2 separate regions of the Capra hircus genome follow, and region 2 is linked to region 1. Evidence: chromatin contacts called from public Hi-C data. All regions are on one chromosome and are shown on one strand. The core of a region is the stretch at or near the end of the contact, and the rest is flanking DNA. Distances in the headings are between cores, read along the strand shown.

Evidence for each region. Hi-C and Micro-C count contacts between places; a contact is called where the count stands out from the background.
Region 2: a Hi-C map of blood shows a contact between it and region 1, with 1.9 times the contacts expected there. The contact joins the enhancer-like site here to the promoter of RGS3 in region 1. A contact is called at or near these places in 4 of 5 Hi-C or Micro-C datasets (blood and liver).

Annotation. Positions count from the first base shown.
Region 1 is chr8:102,394,312-102,401,666 of ARS1.2, reverse strand. RGS3 (regulator of G-protein signaling 3) reads right to left here and starts at 3,450. Exons shown (of 23, transcript XM_018052634.1): 1 at 3,379-3,450.
Region 2 is chr8:102,520,679-102,528,033 of ARS1.2, reverse strand. All of the region lies in intron 19 of RGS3 (regulator of G-protein signaling 3), which reads right to left. Among named protein-coding and RNA genes, the nearest start is that of RGS3, 130 kb to the right of the region's middle. Within about 2 kb of position 3,308, at least 3 of the 5 cell types and tissues checked have an H3K27ac peak or open chromatin away from gene starts, as enhancers often do.

The DNA.
Region 1 (7,355 bases), core at 2,201-4,700:
CTGCCACCACAGCTCCCTGCCACTCTTTCCTGACCATCCCAGCCCCACCAACTCAGATCATCCCAGAAGCCTCCCTTGCCTGGTACAGCCCCACCTCCCCATGGGGTTCACGAGAACGGCCTCTAGCAGTTGGGAGGCTTAAATGGGATGACAGAGGGAAAGCACTTGGCATGTGGCATGGCGAAAGAGAAGCATGCAGTAAACGGTGGCAAGTTAATTCCTCTTACTGTTACCGTGTACCAACTGGACGCATGAATTCCAAGATGCCAGATCGCAGGTCATTCCTAGGGGCCAAGCCACTGCTTTTCCGTCACTCCTGCCTCTAGAGAAGAGGCAGATTGTGAACACCCAAGTGTACTGATAGAGGTAAGCCTCTCAATAGGAGAGCCAGAACCCCAGGGAGGGTGTAACTCCTTCGGTGCCCTGTCTTTGAAATGTGGGCAAAGTCCACTTACGTTGTGCTAACTACTTCATCCTTCATAAAGAAAATTGTATAAAAGTTGTCTTGTACATGTACACGTATGGCTGAATCCCCTCACTATTCACCTGAAACTCCCACAACATTGTTAATCAGCTATATCCCAATACAAAATGCTTTTGGTGTTAAAAAAAAAAATCTGTTTTGAAGTTTGTTTGTTTGTTTTTTAATGTTCTAGACATGGCATCTCAGAAGGCTTGAGCTTAGGCACCAACTGGCTTACTGGGAGACCTTCGTCTCTATATCTCAAGTCTTCAGAGAGGAGATATAACTCCCTCCCCACACAGCTGCAGAACCAGTGAGGAGACAAGGGCTGCGAAGGGCTGCATCTTAGATCAGGGCTAATTATCTTCACTCTGGGGACTCTGGGAGCTGGCTTTGCCCAGACCATTGGGAAGGTTGCTGCCCCGCTGTTAATGGGGGAACTCGGCTGTGCTATCTAGGGGTTTGGGAGCAAGTGCCTACTGCCCACTTCTTTCTACCTCCAGTCCCCAGGGCAGCCCTGTGAACCTTCTGAGAGCCAGGTAACTCCTGGAGGAGAGAATCCTTCCACCCCTGCTGAGGGTCAGGTGTCCACGGGAGCCACCACACTGCTGCGCCCAAGGTGAGCCCGCAGGAAGCCAAGGCCCCCTGGGCTGACCTGCACCTGTCTTGTCCCTGAGCCAAAGAAAAGAGGACCCAGATCTCAAGATATAGTAACAAGACCTTGATTTAACGCTGAGCAGCTCGCTAATGGGAAACTCAGAGTGGCAGACCAAATCTCTCAAGTATTAACTGGGAACGATTATTCCAGCCAAGAGGGCCAGCAGCAACTACCCTGGACACCAATGGCCAAGCAGCAGGTGGTGTCCAGAGGCTTGCTCGGCCTGAGCCTGTGCCCTGAGCCCCTCCTGGATGACCACAGGAGGCAGGTGCTCCCGGCCTCACCTACCCCCTAGGGAGCTGCCCTCTCTGGGCATGCGGGCAGAGCGAAGCCACCTCGGGCGGCGCACTTACCAAAGGTGGTGAGATAGAAGGACAAGCCCGGCTGGGCGCGCCGGCTCCCGAGGGAGACGCGGTGCAGGGAGCGCTCCATGGCGGCGGCTCCGCTCCGGCCGGGCCAGGGAGAGGGCGCCTGTAACTCGAGGCGTCTGTGTTGCTCCCAGTAACCCAGGCAGCAGGTTTACCCGCCCCTGCACCAGTGTCGCTGCCGCCAGGCGGGAGACCAGCTGTAGCACACGTTTGAACCGGCGGCGCGCCGGGTTCTGATTGGCCCGCGCGGGTTTGAATGGGGAGATTTCCACCTGACCGAGCCGCCGCGGGCAGAGGGGAAGGAGGCGACCGCGGGCCCTCTGCAACAGCAGCACGGTGGCCGGGACAGGCCAGGGACCGCGGTCCTCCAGGTGGAGCCGTGGACGGACGACCCTACCGGGGATCGGGGCTCTCCGCCCCGGGCTGGGCTGCAAGTACCAGCCCTATGCCGGCCGGCGACTCCTGACTTGCCCACGCCTGGCACCCTCAGACCAGCAATTAGCCAGGTTCAACATGCTTTGAAGTTCAGACCAGTAATCACCCTCCCTAAGCAAGGACAGAGGAGCACACTCCTGGCCCAATGCAGTGGGAACTGAAAAAATTTTCTGCACGTTTGGACCCCTGACCACCCACCGCCCCCTGCCCCCCACCACCACCACCAGCCAGGCTGCAGGCCCCTTCCCTGACCCCAGCCCCTCTATCTCTTTCTTGAGCCTTCTCTTGGATGCGAGCAGCCTGGCACAGGTCCAGACCAGAGCAGCTTCCTCCAGCCAGCCTCATGGCCCACCATCTGCAGCCTGGTGCCAGGAGACAGGAGGACAGGCCCCTAGCACCTGAGAGGACAGAAATGCACAGTATGGTGCGTGGGGGGTGTGGATGTGCTCAGTAGTATCTGGCTCTTCGGGACCCCAAGGACTAGCCTGCCAGGCTCCTCTGTCTATGAGATTTTCCAGGCCAGAATACTGGAGTGGGTTGCCATTTCCTACTCTAGGGGATCTTCCTGACTTAGGGATCGAACCCACGTCTCCTGCATTGGCAGGCGGATTCTCTACCACTGCGAAGCCCACGTGGAGGGATAGGCCCTTTGAATCTCCCGAGTGGTGGGAGGAAGCAGAGCTGGAAGGAGGGTCAGCCCCTGTGCTGTTTTGTCGGCAAACATGCATGGGATGCCTCTGGGAGGAGTTTCACACCAAGACATCTACTCTGCAACCCTCTGTTGCTGCTGAGGGAGAGAAAGCTGCTGGTCTTATGTAAATCTAAAAATGGGGAGTGTTGCAAGTTGCCAAATGGATATTTGTGACTCACTGAGCCACTCAAGACAAGATGGGGGGGATGCAAGAGAGAAAGTGGAGAAAAAAGCTTTATGTATTGAGGACGTAGCGCCAGTGGCTGAGCTGTACAATTTACAGCCATCTTCTCGGTTAATCTTTACCAGTTACTCTAGGAAGTATTAGCTCCAATTCACCAGGGATAAATCTGAATCTCACACAGAGAGAACAGATGACTTGTCCAGGGTTGGCAGAGCTGAAAGTTGAGCCCAGGCCTGTTGGTCCCAAGGACCATCCTCCTTCTGTTCTTCCTTGGTCTCCATGCCTGCCCCATGGCCAATGGCAAGAGAGGGTAGCAGACCTGCCTTCTTGAGGCAGGTAAGGAAACTGGATGCCACAGGGCCAACTGGCCACCAGCGGGGAGGAGAAACTGGAGAAGAGCCCAGAAATCTACAAACTAGTGGTCAACTGCAAATGACTCACGTAACGGCCAGCGGATCATGTGAATCCTGGCTCATTATAAAGCCCTTTCTCCTCTCTCTCCACACCCACTTGTTGAGCACTGCCCATAGCAGGGACAAGCCGATTCCCTGGCCCCAGCCCAGTGGTAGACAGACTTACCTGCATCCTGGACTTGAGTGGGCCTGATCTTTCTCCTGGCTGGGGAAGTCTGAGTCCAGGCATCCTTTCTGGCCAGGGAGATATCCGGGCTCTGCCACTCCATGCAGCCAGGGAAAATAGGCAAGTTTAGGCTCAAGCCATAGGATGCAGACAAGACACTGAGGCTGAAAGTGCTGAGGACCTGTGGAAGCAAGATGGGAGCATGACATGGCCTGAGGACGTCCCTGAGAGAGGGGTTCACTCCAGTAGGAATTAGAAAGTATGGTATTCCAGAGCCTGGGGAAAGGGAAGTCCATGAAGGGAAAAGTGACGAGCCCAGGGGACAGTGGCCCCTTCAAAGCTCTGCCAGGGACCACTTGCACTAGGGAAGACCACCTTGACCTCAGGAAGCTGTGAGCAACCGGCAGGTGCACATTCTATTCCGGTCCATTGAGCTGTTTGTCTTCTTTCTACATCATTTTAGGACTATTTAACATCTGTTAAGTCCTGCATGCATGTGTGTGTGCTAAGTCGCTTCAGTTGTGTCCAACTCCTCAAGACCCCATGGACTGTAGCCCACCAGGCTCTTCTGTCCGTGGGGATTCTCCAGGCAAGAATACTAGAGTGGGTTGCCATGCCCTCTCCAGGGGATCTTCCCACCACAGGGATCAAACCCACATCTCATGTCTCCTGCATTGGCAGGTGGGTTCTTTACCACTAGCGCTACCTGGAAAGCCCCAGTAAATCCTAGTCCCCCTCTATTATTATTTTTCCAAATTGTTTTAGATATCAGACCAGGTGACATCTTAGAGGTACTAAGGTACAGCCAGCAGGAGGGCTGGGCAGACTTACATTATCCGTATGCGACCTGGGGGAGAAAAGACGGAGGCCCACACGGGGCCCTTCACCCCCACTGGGGTCAAGGTCCTGCTGCCTCACAGTTTCCCTCATGACTCCTGCCGCGTCAGCAACTAACCTGTTTAGCTGGGAGACCCCAGTGCCACTCTGATACTAATCTAACTCCTTTAGTAGAGCAATGAAGCTTCCTTCTCTTAAAGGGGAAGGTTGTTCTTTTCTCAGGAGGGGGAGGACAGAAGTGGGCGGAGCCTGGGCAGCAGCACTGCAAGAGACACTGGCCCTTTAACCCACACTGCGGTCGACACGGGATGTCCAGAAAGGGTTGCCATTTGTGGCCCTGCTTTCTCCAAAATGGCAAGGGAGTGTGAGAATGAGGCCTGGCTTTGAGACGTGCCCTGAACACTCTAGCTCTCCCTGGCCATGGGCCTCAGTATCCCTCTTATACTTATACACACTCCACACATACAAACTAAACACACACAATGTAAACACTGCACACACACACCCCTACCATAACACTTCTGATGTACATTCACAAATACACCAGATATACAAATATACCGCATAGATACACACACCACATACACACCTCACACATATATACAATCATATCTCTGGACATACACAAGTGCACAGCCACATGCTACACACACACACACACACACACACACACACCACTTAAATGTCCTATACACATACACCACACCCACATATAAAGATTGATTATAGATATTTTTAAGACTGACTCCGTTTCTAGAAAAATAAGGACTTCTCGTGTTTGGATGGAAGAGACTAGAGAGATTTATTTGGGTGCATTTTCACATTAGCTATCAAAGAAACCTAGTGCCTTTAAGATATCATCTGACCTGATATTCAAAGCAATTTTGAAAAATAACAATAAAGGGGATAAAGACTACCAGATGTTAAATAGTCTTAAAATAAAATAGAAAGAAGACAGATCAATGGAATAGAGTAGAAAGTTCAGGGAAAACATGATTTGATTTAGAAAACAAGAACAATTTTCAAAATTCTTTAAAGACATTTTAAAAAGTTAAAAGTGGAACAGCTAATGCAGATGAAATTTTAAAAGGAAATAATAAGGTTAAAGTTGAAACTTATCTTTAGAAAATAGACTTCAACAATAAAACCATGGCCTGGTTCTTTTCAAAGAACAGAATTCTGGCAAAACAAAGAAAGCTATAAAGAAGCAAGTTTAGGAAAGAGAGAGATAGCCAAGATACAAAAGTAATACTTTAAATTATAAGAGAAAACCATCACAACCTTATTTGTAAATGTGAAAATCTGGGGGAGAACTGATGCTTTTCAAGAAAGTATTAATTGTTAAAATTGATACAAGAATTTGAAATTTTTAATAGATCACTATCCATAGATAAAATAGAAAAGGGAATAAAAAACCTACCTGACAAAATTATAGAAGACTTGGAAATGGCAACCCACTCTAGTATTCTTGCCTGGGAAATTCCAGGGACAGAGAAGCCCAGCAGGCTACAGTCACAGGGTCACAAAAGAGTCGGACATGATTAAACAACAGATAGTTTTAGAAAACAATTCTTAGACCTTCAAGAAACAGATAATGCCTCTGTAGTTTAAAACTTTTTCAGAACTATAAAAAATGCTGGAAGATTTGTCAGCCCTAGATATGAGGCTGCTGCTGCTAAGTCGCTTCAGTCATGTTCAACTCTGTGCGACTCCATAGCCGGTAGCCCACCAGGCTCCCCCGTCCCTGGGATTCTCCAGGTAAGAATACTGGAGTGGGTTGCCATTTCCTTCTCCAATGCATGAAAGTGAAAAGTGAAAATGAAGTCGCTCAGTCGTGTCCGACCCTTAGTGACCCATGGACTGCAGCCTACCAGGCTCCTCCATCCATGGGATTTTCCAGGCAAGAGTACTGGAGTGGGGTGCCATTGCCTTCTCCAGATGTGAAGCTAAGCAAAGACAAAAACCAGATAAGGTTAGCAGCAGCAAACTACAGACCAAAGGCCAAAGATAAAACCAAGAGTAGAAATTAATAAAATAGAAAACATAGAAAAAGAAGATCTATTAAAAATGTGACAAAACTAGGCCCACATCCTCTCAGTTTTGCCACATTCCTTTTTTAAAGGAAAAATCAGAAATATCTAATTTTTAATATATTTCCTAATTTTTTAATATTGACAATTCAAATCTTTTTTAAATATCATGTTAGTCAAATGAAATATATCTATGTCCTATAACTAGTTTGAAATCTCTGCTAGGCCAATCTGACTTATGAATATAGACACAGAAATCCTAAATAAAATAATAGCAAATCAAATCCAGCAGTAAATTCATGATTCATTCAAATGGTATTTATTCTAGGAATGCAAAGATGGCTCAAATTTAATGAACATATTAGTGCAGGGATTGGCAAACTATGCCTACAGGCCAGATCCGGCCAGCCAACCTGCTTTTGTATAGCAGGTAAGCTAAGAATGGATTTAAAAGCTTTTAATGGTTGAAAAAGATTTTTTTTTTTTAACAGTTTTTCTATGGCCATAAAAAGTCAAAATTTTAAAATTAAAAACTGAGTTTAGGACTTCCCTGGTGGTCCAGTGGTTAAGAACCCACATTCCAATGGAGGGAACTCGGGTTCGATCCCTGGTCTGGGAACTAAGATTCCAGACGCCATGGGGCAACCAGAGAATAAGCCCATGTGCAGCAACGAAGATCCTGCGTGCCACAACTAAGACCCAACATAGCAAATAAATAAATAATTTTTAATGAATTTAAGATATTTACAAAATATATGGCAAATATGTATATAGGTACGAAGTAGTCTTACAAATCAGTAAGAAAAAAATGTATCAAAGAATATGAATAATCATTGCACAAGAGAGAAAATTACTCCCAGGAAGAAAAGTTATAACCAACCTAGAAAGCATATTCAAAAGCAGAGACATTACTTTGCCGACTAAGGTCCATCTAGTCAAGGCTATGGTTTTTCCTGTGGTCATGTATGGATGTGAGAGCTGGACTGTGAAGAAGGCTGAGCACCGAAGAATTGATGCTTTTGAACTGTGGTGTTGGAGAAGACTCTTGAGAGTCCCTTGGACTGCAAGGAGATCCAACCAGTCCATTCTGAAGGCGATCAGCCCTGGGAT
Region 2 (7,355 bases), core at 2,059-4,558, 130 kb before region 1:
AATGAATGAATCAAAAGAGGGAAAGCAGGTTGGGAAGGATGTATCTTGAAGGCTTCACTGCTTGATTAACGGCCTGCAATTTTATTTCCTGCTATTCCACTGAGCCCCCAGACTCTGCCCTGCCCTACCTCCACCCCGCTTCCCTTTGCTTACGCTGTGCCCCCTTCCTGGAAGGCCTTCTCCTCTTGTGCCCAATCTTGACACCCTCCCAGCCTGCCACCCCTCCTCTCCTCCACACCACTCCAGACTCCCACCGTCTCTCCTGGGGCTGCCTTCTGTTCCCCTGCCTCTGTGTGTCCATCCTCCCCCTGAAGAAATCAGACCCCTACAGTGCCACCCCAGAGCAGAAGCACAGGAAATGCATTGAGATGTTGGAATAGCTGCGGCTGAGACATCCTAAGACAAGACGGAAGGCCACCAGGTGTGACTCTCACTCTGACTCCTTGCGAGTCACACCTTGGATCTCAGTTTCATTTGTAAAATAAAGAAAATGGGCTGAACTTTAAAATACCGTGTTCTCAATCCTGGGAAGAAAAGCGGGCTTAATCCAGATATAGCCGGAGCTACCAGCTTCAGTGGGGCAACGACCCAGAGATGGATGGATGGATGGATGAGTTATAGCTTCATTCATGGAGTTCATGCTATAGGCCAGACCTCAGAATGGACATTATCCAGACACTGTCTCATTAATCTCAGAGTAAGTCCATAAAAGTAAACAGAACCTCAGAGAAGTTAAGTCATCTGCCCAAGGACACCCAGCGTTTACGTGACAGCTAGAATCTAGGTCTGTCTGAATTTAAGGCCTATGTTTCTCCACCAGAGGATGCTGCTACTCGGATGCAAGGACGGGACACATTTTGAAGGTTTTCAATGAACAACTCAGGGGAAATTCCACCTCTTTCCTGAGAACGCTGCCCCACCAAGGTTGTAAACACATGTGTACGTGCACACACAGGCACACGCCCAGCCATGGCACGGGACTCTGGATCTACAGTTTGCAGCCTGGGTATGGATGCTGCCTCCACTAACTTTGGAGACGTTCCCAGGCTTTCTCAGTTTCAGCTACTTTAGCTCCAGCAGAGGCATCACCCTGCTGTTGGGAGGCTCACCAGGATAAAGTCTGGGCCCCCAAGGCCCGACTGGTACACAGGGCGCCCTCAGGCACTGGGGGCTGCCAGCATTCAGCGCCCAGTGATTTTGCTGTCAGTGCCAAGCCCTTGCACACAGGTCACAGTTGTCTGGCCTGGCCAGGCAAGGCCTGAAGCCCCCACCCGTGGGAAAGGGCCCAGAGCGCTGGGCTTCCTCCCATTTAACCTCAGCTTCCGCACTTTATCGGCCCCACACAATGGGCCTGGGGACCACTCCCGCCCCGCCCGCCTGCCACCCCAAGGCTCTGCACTGCTGGGAACCAGGCTCTTCCTTCCACTGCTGGGAGGGGGTCATCTTCTCCAGGGCCGGCTCTCATCAATCAGCCTGAGAGAGGGGCCGGGGAGCTCAGGCCCTGGGGGTCGGCCCCCAAAATAGTCAGCGAAACCCACGCCCCACAGGGGTGCTGTGTGCCAGAAAGAGATGAGATGGAAAGTCAGGGCTTGGATTTCCAGGCTCAGCGTGGCCCCCAAGCTTCCTGTCTCCGGGAGCTGCAGTGAGGCCTGCCTGAGGCTCAGCACACAAAGCGTCTCTCCTTCCCATCTACTCCCCTGCGCTGCTCCTTGGCTCCTCCGTGCTGAAAGGTGACTGGAGACGAACCCAGGACCACTCAGCCAGCCCTTCACTCCAGACAGTCCCTGAGGCCCGCCCAGTTCCCACTGGGCCACCTCCGGGGAATGGAGGAATAATTACTGTTTATATTGTTATTATGACTATTACAATAGTCACGGTTAAGAGTTAAACGCTAAACTGCCTGGATTTGAATCCTAGCTCAGTCACTCATTAGCTAATCAACTTGAGCCAAATTATATCCCTTTTCTGTGCCTCGGTTTTTTTATTTGTAAAATGAGGATAGTAACTGGACCTCTCAAAGGGGTGTTACATGGATTAATGAACACCTGCAGAAGTGCTTGATGACTTGTAGCTATGGTGGTATGAACTGAGACTGTCTCCTGCCATATCAATAAACAAGAAATGTCACAGCCATCAGTGATCTCTGGCCTCCAAATGTGAACGAGGGCTCCCGAAACTGCAGGCCAGGGGATGCTGCCCACCCCCCCAGCACACACACACACCACCACCAACACTGACTCTGAGGAGCTGGGGAACGCAAGAAGCAGCCATCTGCCAACTCCTAATGAAACAGGATCGGCCCCAGTCAGCTGAGGTGCACACGCAAGGAATGAATTCAGTGAGCCCAGAGGTTTGCATCTTCCCATACATAGAATGCTAAATTTCTTAACTTGATCTTTGATGTTCAGACTGTCTGCAAACTTGTATATAGCTTGACTTCCCCTCCTGTCTCCTTGGAGCAGTTTTCTCAGATATACTAAGATGCTATCTCCCAGGCTTGGAGTCATTCCCACTGAACTAAATAAGTCTCTGCTTTCAGGTTGTGACTATATTTTTTTAGTGGTTAGAGCTGTTACTCACTACGTGCCAGGCAATGTGCTACAGTGCTGTGTCATACTTTAATTTAACCTTCTCAACAATTCTAAGAGCTTTTTGCTGTTATTTTCCCCCCAGTTTACAGCTGAGGAAACTGAGGCCCAGAGGTGTGCTAAGTCACTTCAGTCATGTCTGACTCTTTGTGACCCCATGGACTGCAGGCTGCCAGGCTCCTCTGTCCATGGGATTTTCCAGGCAAGAGTATTGAAGTAGGTTGCTATTTCTATTTGCCTGGGCTCTCGGAGCTGGCCAGTAGCAAAAAAAATTTCAGGTCTGGCTGCAGACCCCACCCATGACCGAGGGGTCTCCTATAAGCAGGGCCTCACCTGATTCCCCCTGCTGGTCCTGACCTGACTTCTGGGGCCACGTGGCCATACCTGGCTCCTCTCTCTGACCCAGACCATCTTGGCAGACCACATGGAACTTTGCAGAAACACTGGGACTAAACTCTACACTTATTTGTTTAGACAGAGGAACGAATCCTTTAGGCTTTTTGCAGGCAGGAGGCTGGAAGATGCTATCATGCCTTGGAGCTGGAAGGCGTCTTAGGGGCTCCCTTGTCTGAACCACAGCCTAGATGGGAAACTTAGGGCAGCAGGGCAGGCACCCTCCCCTGGCAGCCTCTGCCCAAGCTGGCTTCCTGCAGGAGGGAGAAGGAAGCACCGCCAGGGAGGGGCCGCAGCCTCTTCTCCCTGCTGTCAAGGAAGGGCCCATGATTCTGGGCTGAGCCAGGCCAGGCTGGGGTGAAATTCACAGATGCTCTTGGAGTGTCCCTGGCCCCCAGGAAAAGGACAGACACAGGCCCAGAAAATCTGTCCTGCTGGACCCTTTTGGGAGCAGCTGGCAAGGTGCGGGTCTGGCAGCAGAGGGCACTGTGGGACAACTCAACCCAGCGCAAGAGCCAGCCAGCCTCAGGATACCCCATGGGATAACCCCAGGGGATCTTCTCTTCTCTAGACCTCAGGCAGCCCACCCGTAAGATGATCCTGGCCGAGTGCTCCATCTCTCAGGTCTGTCTGGTTCAGATACTCCTAAACACAGCAGCGGGGAGGGGTAACTGTTGCCTCTGTGACAGATTGCACTATGGCCAGCCTCGGTTTAGCCACACGGCAGCACAATGACTGGCCGAAGGCCACAGGAGCTCTGTCTGGCCCTCCTGGGTCTCATTGTATCACAGGATCACTACTGTGGGCACAGAGCTGTCAATATACTGCAGTTGTCTTGAATCCCTGGGGCAACTCCCTGAAGACTTAGCCACTCTTGTTTTATAAGAGAAAATCAAAGCTCAGGAAAAAAAAAAAAAAGAAGCTCAGTAACTTGGCCAAGGTCTCAAGACCAGGAGGGAGGAGGCAGAGCTGAGACTGAACCCAGTCTGTCTGACTCCACAGCCTGAAGACCTCACCCCTCTCCTCTTCACCTCCTGCCTGGCTCTGCCTGGAAACTGTGGTTAGTTGGCATCCATGGACCCTCCCTGAAAAGCCAGGCCCAAACCGGGAAAATGGAAGTCACAGGAAAACCTGCCGCCTCCCCCAGCTGCCAGTCCCCAACCCGCTGCCCCTCACCTGCTAGGGGTGTGCAGGGTTTAGGACGGGCTCAGAGAGGACTGGACAAGGTGAGGCCACTGTCCAGCTCCATCGTCATGTGGCCTGGGACAAACCCTTCTCCCTAGGCTTCAGACTCCCCACTGTGAGATGAGTACAACTGGTCCCAGCTTGCAGCAGTGCTGTGAAGGCTAGAAAGGCGGGGGTGGTGGGGGGCTGGGAGGACTGCTACTGCTCTTGCTGTCCTCCTTTTTCTCATCACAACCATTGTCGTCAGCATGATCCCCTTTATGGAGGACCCAGCAGGAGCTGAGTGCCAGGCACTCTTCTGAACGCTTAACCCAAGTCAGGCTCTTTAATCTTCCCAGTAACCCTATGATAGAGGTACTATGTACTCATAATACCCATTTTACTGATAAGGAAACTGAGGCTCAGAGAAGGGCAGGGATTTGTCCAAGTCCCCCCGCCTGTGAGGGATGGAAGAGGACACCAGGGTCTCTCTCCAGCCTAGACCGCACTTCCCCTTGACAAGGGTTAGCTTCTTACTGAAGCTGGCTGTCTGGAAGGAGAAGGATATGAACAATGCTGAAGGACTCAAGGCCTGGCAAGCAGAAGCCAAGTGGTAGGGTGGCAGCCTCTGAGGTCCCTGCCAGCTAGTCACTCAAGACCAAGAAAGGAGGCAACAGGCCAAAAGAGGGTGGGGGGGTGGGAGGATGCCAGTGGGAACCTTCAGCTCCCAAAGGAGGAAGCTGGGACAGGAGAGAGAGCTGGCCTAAGCATGCTGGACTACCAGGCGGAAATATCTGCCCCCAAATTGGAGCTGAGATCAACTGGTTTGGGGAACTAGAAATGTATGTGAGAATGTGTATGAATGTATCTGTATATAAACATCTGTACTGGAGCAAGAGCAGATGGGACAGAACTTGGAAGGGTCTGGTGGAGACAGTGAGATTGGGAGGCCCAAGGTGGGTGTGGGTCCTTGGACCTCAGCCGCAGAAGAGAATGTCCAGGCCTGGCCTGAGTTGGCCTGAAGCCTCACTTCAGTAGGACAGAGATCTGGACTCCTCCCTATAGAAACTGCCTCCGAAAAAATGGCCTTAGATGGTGATACTCAAACTAAGGGAAATGTCCCAATCCCTGAGGGACTGGATTAAAACGCAGGGTCTGGGCACTGCCCCCTGGAAATTCTGATTCCAGTTTCTAGGGAGGGGAATTAGAAATCTATATATTAATGACCTATCCCCTGATGATTTCAGAGCACATCAACAGCACTTACAGATGAGGAAATAGATCCTGTCCCCTTGCCTTTGGAATTTAGTTCTAATTCCTGGACACAAAGTTTAAGGCCCTTTTCTGGAGGGCCCCAACCTTCCCTTCCAGCATAGGCACCTTTCAGCAGAAGGTGTTATCCCTCGTGCTGAGCAGCCTTATTGCTAGTGGCTGAGAAGCTGCAGAGGCTTCTGAGGCCACGTCTCAATTTGGTGGGGAAGTGTGCTGAAATCCATTAGTCATGTCTGCCACAGGTTTGGAGGCAGGAATGGCAGCATGCATGTCATGCATCAGCCATCCATGAACTTTAGAAATCTCTTGTTCTAGCTAAATTAACTTCTGCAGAGTTTAGTCCAGGTCATGTTCTTTCACAGTATGCCTACCTCATCCTCTCTGTTTATTCTAAACCTGTTCAACTTTCAAAGCCAAGCGGAGGAGCATCTTTTGCTAGAAGCCTTGCCTGGTGGCCCTCTGTCCTGGGGTCTCTCCTCCCCGCACCCCCCTCAGCCTCACAATAGTTGTCATAACAACACCTTGCACCACACTGACTGTTAGCACCTCCACAGCATTTGCCTGGCGCCTAGACTAATGACATTAGGCACCAAGTTCTTTAGAAAGTGAAGTGAGAGTGTTAGTAGCTCAGCCGTGTCTGACTCTTTGTGACCCCATGAACTGTATCCTCTGTCCATGGAATTCTCCAGGTGAGAATATTGGAGTGGGTTGCCATTCCCTTCTCCAGGTGAACTTCCCAACCCAGAGATGGAATCTGGGTCTCCTGCATTGCAAGCAGATTCTTTTCACTGTCTGAGCTACCAGGGAAGCCGCAGGCTCTTTGGGCTCACCCTCAATTGCCACGGGTTGTAAGTGCTATTAATCTCTGCTTTTCAGAGAAGACACTAAGGCTCAGGAAGGCTGAGTGGCTCACCCAAGACCACATAGTAAGTGAGGGACAGAGACCAGATTCAAACTGGCTAGTAAGCCTCAAGGGCTTCCCAGGTGGCTAGTGGTAAAGAATCCGCCTGCCAAAGCAAGAGATGCAGGTTCGATCACTGGGTCAGGAAGATTCCCTGGAGGAAGAAATGGCAACACACTCCTGTATTCTTACCTGGAAAATGCCATGGACAGAGGAGCCTGGCAGGCTACAGGCCATGGGGTCACAGAGTTGGGCTTGACTGAGACAGTGAGCATGAACACGGACAGGCTTCAAAGCCATGCTGCAGCCTTTCCACTGCTGGCCACCCCACTGGCCCACACAGAAAACACATTCCTCACAGGCTGAGATCAGCCTCACGCATCTCTGTGGCCCCTGCTGTGGCACGGAGCACAGGGCCTGGCACACAGCAGGAAATCAATAAACACTTATTCATCTATTTATAAATATTTGCAAGAGACAAAGAGCACGGTGGTTGAGAGCTCCAGCCCTGGAGCCTCATTCTAATTCTGGTTCAGACATTTATAAACTGTGCAACCTAATGTGAGTGACATAACCTCCCAGTACCTCAGTTTCCTCATCCGTTGCAGGCAACAACAGTGTCTACCTCCTAAGGCAGCTGTGAGACTTAATGAGTTCATATAAATTGCTTAGAATAATGCCAGCATGGAGGAAACTCATGTTGTCATGCTTGTGGGCTGACAGATTTCTAGTCTGGCTAGGCTTGGACCAAGTGTAAGTTATGACTATTTCTCCAGTTAGCATGTTGGATCTTATAGATCCAAATATACCTGCCCTACTTTTGGTGGATTCCCCCAGTAAAATGGAGCTGTAAGAATATCTGGAGTCAGAAAGTCTTGCGTTTAAGTCCAAGTTCTGCCTTCTTGGTCCCTCTGGGCCTCAGTTTTATCATCTTTTAAATGGGTAGAAGGCTTATTGGAAGGTTGGGACAAAAGCAGAGGCGGGACAAAGCCAAGATTCATTCCCTGCAGCTCTTGGACCCATCCAACCCTGCCATG